Linked DNA regions of Mus musculus: region 1 is linked to region 2. The links are chromatin contacts, called in public promoter capture Hi-C maps. All regions are on one chromosome and are shown on one strand. Each heading gives the region's core, a stretch centred on a gene start, on an enhancer-like site or on the middle of the called end of the contact. The rest is flanking DNA. Distances are from core to core; before and after follow the strand shown. Region 1 overlaps Rab8b (RAB8B, member RAS oncogene family). Region 2 overlaps Usp3 (ubiquitin specific peptidase 3).

Region 1 (4,089 bases), core at 1,183-3,682, 310 kb before region 2:
GTTCAAATCCCAGCAACCACATGGTGGCTCACAACCATCTGTAACGAGGTCTGACGCCCTCTTCTGGAGTGTCTGAAGACAGCTACAGTGTACTTACATATAATAAATAAATAAATCTTTAAAAAAATACATCTATTGATTGATTGTGTCTATGTGTTGGTGTGGATATATGTGTATGCACAAGCAGTTGCCATAGCATGTAAATAGAGATCAGAAGACAACTAGGGGAAGTTGGCCTCTTCACTGAATGGGTTTGAGAATTGAACTCAGGTTGTTGGGGTTGGCAGCAGGCACCTTAACCCACAGAGCCATCTCACCAGCCCTAGTCCCTGGGCCTATATTAAGCTATTCAAAGAAGAAATACCTAGTATTTGGATCAGCCATGAATTGACTCACTTTTGCCTTTGTGATCTAGGAGTGACCTAGGTCAACTGTTTCTTTCCAGATTCTTTATAGTTTGAGTTAGTCCCTCCAGGGTGGAGTCTAAGAAGAAATTCTGGTAGATGACTTGAGGCAGAATTCTCATCCTTGGTGCAAGGAAGGGAGCTCAGGTGTGGAGTGTGGCAGGTATGAATTGGGACTTAAGCTTTACCCTTAAGATCTCCAGTCCCCAGTCCCCAGTCCCATGGCTCTACTCACCCTGATCCCTCCTGCCTGCAGTTTTTGACATTGCTATTAACCATTATCCAGAATGTTAAGTGAAAAACTGTAGATATAAACTGTCTATGAGTTTTAAATTACTTTTATTACAGTATAGTTATTCTCTTTTATTAATATCTTGCTATGCTCAATTCATAAGTTAAATTTTGTGATGTTTATATATTGGTCAGATACTTCTAGGTTCATGGTAGCATTCCATCATGATAAGCCCATTATATGTTAAAAGTGATTTTTAATAACAGCTGACCCTGCAAACGAACATCATGGTTTAGCTTAGCCTATCATTTTGTTTAATGAAGCCAAGTTGGAGTTTATTAAGACATTTTAGCAGAGATATAAGCAACAGGCATTAGCGGGGAAAGAGGTGCTTAGGAAAAGGACAGCACATGCCCAGGAGTGAGCACGAGCTGCTTCTTCTTCTTCTTCTTCTTCTTCTTTTTTTTTTTTTTTTTTTTTTGGTTTTCTCGAGACAGGGTTTCTCTGTGTAGCCCTGGCTGTCCTGGAACCTCCCGAGTACTGGGATTAAAGGCTAAGAGTTACATGGCCTGGCCCGTTTAAAATGTGGGCAGTCATATGACATACTATGTCTGCATCATAGTAAAGGGTGACTGTCTTCTGTGGTTTATTGCATGTCTGTATCTAAAGCCATCAGTGATACGGTATACTGGGAGTGCTTGCTCACATCCTCACAGCAGCCTCTCTGACAGCGAGCTGTATCGTGCTACTGGGTGCTGCTGCTGCCAGGTATCAAAAACAGGAAGCACCCCCCCCTAAAAAAAAAGACAGGAAAGGATCAGAATTCAAAATACCACTTCTATTGGGTACATATGTCTCACACTATGATGGTCAGGGGCTGTCTGTAGCTAGGGTTTGATACTGTCAGAGTTTTCAGGCATCCATTGACTTGGGATGATTCCCTCATGAGTAAAGGCTACTATGGCATCACACACAAGCTACTTAGCCTGTTGGAGTCTCAGGTTCTTTATTGCAGGGGATGAGAATGCCATCGATAATGCAGTTGCATCGTTTATGTCACTGTGCTCATTACACAAGTGATTTTGGCGTCAGAAGTTCATATTATCTGTAGGCTGACTTACTATAAATCAAAACCAATAGGTTTCTGTTGTTGTTTGTTTTTAAACATTATTCTTTATTTTTCTTCTACTTTGTTGAGAGCAGGGAACTACTGTGTAGTCCAGGCTAACCTCAAACTCATTGCCCTCTTGCTTCAACCTCCTGAATGCTGGGGGTTACAGGCATGCCCATCATATCTGGCTAATATTATCATTGTATATGTTTGATAATATTCAATTCCAGTGAATGAATCATCAAAACCCTTAGTGTATTTAGTGAGAATTTCAATCTTGACCCAGTGTAGTTCATCTGCTGGGAGGTTCATCTGCTGGGAGGTTCATCTGCTAAGGGGCAACGTGAACCGGGAAGGAGAATGAATACTATGTTGTCTTAAATTTTAAGTCAAATTTGTTTATAAACAAGAAGGAAAGTTTTCCCTTGCTATGCTTTCCATTTGTGACAGGCAGGTGACACTTGTTTAGTGCCACCTTTCGGGGAAATAGTCCTGCAGTAGCTTGTGCAAACAGCTTTCGAGCAGGCAGTTTGACATCGTAGCTTCCTCATCTGTCTTAGTTCCTGCTTCTGAAGACACCCAAGTGTGGAGCAGGCTTTGCAGCCAGCCTGGTGTTAGCCTGGAGCTGCTGAGCACCCAGCACTCTCCTTTGCAGTGTACTCGGTGCCTGGCTCAGTATCCGGCTTCTGGAGGTGCCCCAGTCTCTGTAAAGTGAAACCTTGACATTTGCCCTTTCATTAGTCACAAAAGCATGTCTTTTATATTTGCGTCAGCAAAACCTTCCTGTCTGCATCCTATGAAGCAGCCGTAGTGTGTTCCTGTCTGGTGTGCTGAGACCACTTCCCACTAAGGCTGCAAACTCTGAACAGGGCTAAGCCGGCCACTTCTCAACTTAAGTCTCAGTCTCTGAATGTCTGCTTAAAGCCTTTAGCCTGGAGGCCAGTAAATGTATATCGCTTACCCAAAGTAGATTGAATGTCAGCTTTCCAGAATGTGTGGGGTTTTTTGTTTGTTTGGTTTTGTTTTTGTTTTGTTTTTTGCATTCTTCTGTCATCCTCAGAATTCCTGCCGTCCTATGTTGGTGCTCTCCTGTTGCCCACACGCCCAGTACCATTTTCCTTCATGCTCTTTCTGCTTGCAGACCATTTACAGCTCTAGCCACACCATCATTGTGCTGTGTTTCTTAATGCCTTTGCATCATGGTCATGTGTGTTTCCCACCCTAATGACTGTGCTGGGCCAAACTGGGAGCATGAATATTGTGGCCACTAGATTAGGAAATCCTGCCCCAGGCTTGCCTGCGTACATCTTGAAATGACAGTGAGTCTGTGTCAGATAGTTGTGTTTGTTTTCTGTCACTAACTTAGGGTTCCAGTGCTACCAGAGCACCTTGGGTAAGCCACAAACTAGGAAAATGAGCTTGACATTGGAAATCAACTTCAAGTGCAGAGGTAACATTTTCAAGTGATGTTCCTTTTGCTTTCAAACAAACAAACAAACAAACAAACTCTCTCGACTGTATATATATGAAATCATTCTGGCTGTCTTCCCCAACAAGTAAAAGCTTAGAATTCTCCATGCTCTGCACCCATGAATTTACTTTAAAATAATATGTGTGCCTAGTTCTGTTTTGTTTTATTTTGTTTTAGGTTTAACATCCCCTTGTTATATGGAATCTTAGGAATAGAAAGATAAGCTAAAATATATCAAACAAGCCAGGTGTGGTTGCAAATGTAATTCCAGCACTCAGGAGGCTAAAGCATGAAGAACATGAATTTGAGTTTGAGATTGTCCAACCCCAACTCCTTGCCCCCATCTCCAAAACAAAACAAAACAAAATAAAACCAAAAACACCCCAAAGTAACTTTTGTCCTTTATGTGGAAGTTAAATACGATCCGCAGGCAAGCAGCTTTTAAAAGCCAAATGAATTCACTTTATCAAAGATTATACTGTTGTCTTCTTCTGTTCATAGCTGATTCGAGTAATTGGATAAATTATAGGATGGCAAACTTGGAATTATCTGAGCTAATCACAGCTAGGGATAGACTGGACGAATAGTGTCTACAGATGATGTCTGCGTGCATGGGTCCTTTCATACAGAAGCCACAAACCACAGATTCTGCAGGGAAGCTGGTGCTTAGCCTTCCCTTTGTCTTCACACATTCTCTTGCAGGTGGCAGCAGGTAAACTGGAAGTATAGGATTAGGAAGTGGGAGACAAGTTTGGGCAGTCGATAGATAGACAATGTATGTAGCTACAGCTGCCATAGTTCCTGGGAAATAGCTGCTGCTCTTTTACTTCTGATTAATTCTATTTCTTTCCCATTCCCACTCTTACCAGCT
Region 2 (4,148 bases), core at 671-3,170:
ATTTTAATTACATTATTTATTTTTTTTCTTGTAAGTCACAGAATAACTTTTGGGGGTCAGTTTTCTCCTTCCACTGTGGGTTCCAGGGGTTGAGCTTAGATCATCAGGTGAAACCTGCTTAACAATTTTGGCAGCCCACCACCTTATTTTGTGAGACATGATCTTTTGTTGAACTTGAAGCTCAATGATTCAGCTGGACTAGCTGGCCAGTGAGTTCCAGAGACCTCCTATTTCTGCTGCCACCGATTTCTGCTGCCACCGTCCCAAGTGCCAAGATTACAAGCAGACTCCATTGTGTCCAGCTGCTGCTGCTTTTGTTATTGTTGTTTTTGTTTGTTTTTTTTCAAGACAGGTTTCTTTTTGTAGCAGTGACTGTCCTGAACCTAGCTCTGTAGACCAGGCTGGCCTCAAACTCAAGAGATCCACCTGCCTGTGCCTCCCTAGTGTTTGGATTAAGTGTGCACCACTACTACCGGGCCGTGCCCAGCTTTGTAAAATGTGGATTCTGGTGTTAAAATTCAGATCCTCATGCTTGAGAGGAAAGTATTTTACTGACTGAGCCATTTCCCGGGCCTCATTCCCTGTCTTCTTTGTCTGTTCTCTCCATTCCTCTGTCATCCATCTGTTTGCTCATCTGTCTGGATGTCTATTAATCTATCACTTTCTAGTGTATTCCATTTGTGAGTGTGTCACAGTTAATTGCAGCTGGTCTCCCAGGTGTGAAAATGTACGTCTAGAGTATTTTGTAGTTAATAATGCTACAAACTAATAGCTTTATACACAAAGTTATTATTATTATTATTACTATTATTGTTAGGTACCTTGGGGGATGAATAAATATTTAACTCTTTGTGTGAGTAGTAATGGATAAAAGATTTTATAATAATATAAAGGTGTTTGCATATCCTGTTTTCATTTCCTGAGGTTTTACTAAAATAAAATAGTCAAGGCTATTGAAATAATGCTTTGTTGAAATTATTTTTCTGACTGGAAAGCCTTGAAATCAGTAGGAAGTTGCCTTGGAAACATTCTTAGTTAAGAAATAACTACTCACATGGTTTGGGTCAAGGTTCATATTGAGCAGTGGACTGACTGTTCCTGATACATATTCTTATCAGTGCTGTTTCACCCTACCAGACCGCTGAGTGCCAGGTGTTTGGTGAGACTTCTTTTAATTTACATTAGGTTTCTCTGTTTTGCCTGTTACCTGGTGTTTCTTCAGGATTACAAAGTGACTGTAGTACAAGATAGTTTTGCATAGGCTAGAAATAAAGATTTCAACTTCTAGAAATGATGCTGATCCTCAGGGGCATGGTGTCTTAGAGTTTGAGAAATGTCCCAGTCCTCTAAGGTGATTGATGTCCTCAGGTCTCCTGACTCACATGCAGTGAAATAGGAGGGAAACCTGCTGCATTGCTGATTACCCAGCAAAAGACTGGTAGCATAGCTTCTCACTGGGACTGACATGAGTGGGCTACATATATATCCTGAGGTAGATGATCTCAGCTTAGGGTAGTCAGAGCTCTCAAAGCAGATCACCTCTGCCTCTAAGAAGTCTTCAGTTTCTGTGTATGATCCATGCAGCCTTGCAATTTTCTGTGTATCACATGGGAAAAGCTTGAAGGTGGGTCAGAACAGTGTCAAGTGTCCAATGCCTCTAAGGAAGTTGCTCTTAAAAGAGACTCAGGTGATAAGGTGGATAAGGAAAAACTGGACTATCTAGGGTAGAAGTTAAAGCTGCTGGTCCAGAAAAGTTGGTAACCATATCTTAAATCTGGGTGACTTGAAATCATTCCTATTCACTTCTTTGCTAAAATTAGTTAGAAATTTAAAACATTTTGAAATGACTTGACCTATAACCCCTAATAGATGTTGAAATATAGTACAGATCATATTAAGGTGGGTGTGGTAGCTAGCTCATGCTTCCAGTTTCAGCCTGTAGGAAGGTTAATGGAGGAGGTCTGAGTTAAGAGGCCTGCCGGAAGACTCTGTCTCAAACAAGAAAAAACAAACTTTATTCTATTTTTTTAGTCTGAACTTTGACATTTCCATTTGTTGGCATACTGATAATGTGTATTAACAGTGTATTAAGAATAATAGTTACCAGGCTGGAGAGATGGCTCAGAAGGTAAGGTGTCTGTCACACAATCATGAGGCTATGAGTTCAGCACCCACATAAAAGTTGTGTGTGGCCGTGCTAATCTGAAGTTCTAGTATTGAGGAACTGGGGTGGGTCTGAGGCAAAGTAAGTCCATGGTGCTCACCAGCTAACCACCTTAACCAAATTGGTTAGCTCCAGGTTCAGTGGAGACCCTATATTAATAGATGAGACAAAAGGGCTGGAGACATGGCTCAGTGGTTTAATAGTGCTTGCTGCTCTTCCACAGAACTGGAATTTGGTTTCCAGCACTAATGTTAGGGAACACTACTATCTGTAAGTCCAGCTTTAGGCTATTAAATAGCCTACCTTTTTCTGACCACTGTGGGATCCCTCACATATGTGGGGTGTGTGTGCTTGCTGCACATACACATTCCTACACAAATTTTTAAAAAATCATTAAGACCTACGTACTCAAGTGAATATGGTATGTATACACCCCCTACACACATCCCACATCATAAACAGCATATATACAAAGGTATATTTCAGTGGATTAGATTGGTGAACCAAGATCTAGTGTTTGTTCCACATACCTCTTGAGTTTGCTGTATTTCAGTGGTTCTGGTACTTAAGTTCCTTCAGCCCTTACGTGTTCATAATATGAATGGTTACCTGTGTGCATGTTGTGTGCCACATGCATGCCTGGTGCCAGAAGAGGGTGTTGGATCCCTGGAGTTAGGGATGGTTATGAACCACCAGGTGGGTGCTGGGAACAAAACTCCATCCTTTGCAAGAGCAGCAGCAAGTGCTCTTACCAGCTGAGCCATCTCTCCAGCCTCAGTATTTAAATGTTTATCCAATTAGCATCTTATTAAGGTGTTTAAATCTCTTTATATTATCTCTCAAAATGTGCTTCTAGATGTATTTTAGTTTCCTAAAGTATTTTGCTAGACATATATGATTTTGATTAGAACACTAAGATAGTTTTAACAGTTGTGCCAATTTTGGAATAAACTCATTAGAGTCATATTTTATTTCATTTAATGTGGCTTTGAATATAGTTTAGGTCAGGCATAGGGAGTCTTTTGTTGGCTAATTCTATCTGTGTTAGAAATTTCTCTGTGAAGATATGTTTTCAGCTGCAATTAAAAAAAATGTTTTCAAGACAGGGTTTCTCTCTGTGTATGTTGCCTTGGCTGTCCTGGAAATCAATTGTAGACCAGACTAGCCTCAAACTCAAGAGACTCACCTGCTGACCCACCTGCCTCTGCCTTCTGAGTACTGGTATTAAAGGCATGTATCCGACTACAGCTGCAATTCTTTTAAAGAGTGTAAGCTAAAGGAGTAAAAAAAAAAATCTTTTTTTTTTTTTCATTCCCTATACATGTGAGCATGTTCATTGCAGTGTATGTAATAGCCTCTGGCATTAACTCCTGACAGTCTTTTTATTCTCTTAAATATATTTTTCAGGTAGAAGAAACTGAGGCTTTAAGAAAAAGTTTTTGCTGTATCAGATTCATGTTTCTTATGAAGTCCTTAACATACTCATATGAAGTAGCTATGTCCTATCTAGTAGTGAAGAAGCAGGCCTGGAATCAGTTCTTGTAGGTTAAAGCACAACAGAATTAAAAAATGGTAGATTGTGGGTTCTAAAGTCCATGCTTGGATAGTTAGATATAAGACTTTAGCATGTTTTCTTGGAGTCTACAAAGTAATAATTAAATTCATGTGAAGACAACTTATTTTATTCCATATACTTTTTATATAAAAAGGAAGGGTTCTTTTGGTAGGGTTGGGGGTCATTGATCAATGCTTTTGCCTTGTTTAAACAATGCAAGCAAAAGTTCAGATCACTGTGTCTCCTGGTAAGAATCTTAAGAGAAGAATCCAATACTTCCTCAGAAATCTTGGGGTTCTGATTAGAATGTGGGCTCCTAATACTGGGAAAGCCTGGTATCAGACATTGCTGGATGTGGTGGGAATCAAGTTACAATATCAGAACTCTTGGGGTGAAGTCAGAGTTAGAAACAGATGGTGTAGGTATATT

The links. Capture Hi-C pulls out chosen DNA fragments and counts their contacts.
Region 1: a promoter capture Hi-C map of adipose tissue shows a contact between it and region 2. The contact joins two enhancer-like sites. A contact is called at or near these places in 1 of 39 promoter capture datasets (pre-B cells) and 2 of 9 other capture datasets (adipose tissue and liver).

Annotation. Positions count from the first base shown.
Region 1 is chr9:66,880,959-66,885,047 of GRCm38.p6, reverse strand. The region is part of intron 1 of Rab8b (RAB8B, member RAS oncogene family); the gene reads left to right. It overlaps Gm40528 (a long non-coding RNA gene), which reads right to left. Exons shown (of 3, transcript XR_870875.2): 3 at 1,145-1,430. Among named protein-coding and RNA genes, the nearest start is that of Gm40528, 17 kb to the right of the region's middle. Within about 2 kb of position 2,432, at least 114 of the 459 cell types and tissues checked have an H3K27ac peak or open chromatin away from gene starts, as enhancers often do. A contact at or near this core is called in adipose tissue, where this site is marked.
Region 2 is chr9:66,573,008-66,577,155 of GRCm38.p6, reverse strand. The region is part of intron 1 of Usp3 (ubiquitin specific peptidase 3); the gene reads left to right. Among named protein-coding and RNA genes, the nearest start is that of Usp3, 18 kb to the left of the region's middle. Within about 2 kb of position 1,920, at least 17 of the 459 cell types and tissues checked have an H3K27ac peak or open chromatin away from gene starts, as enhancers often do. A contact at or near this core is called in adipose tissue, where this site is marked.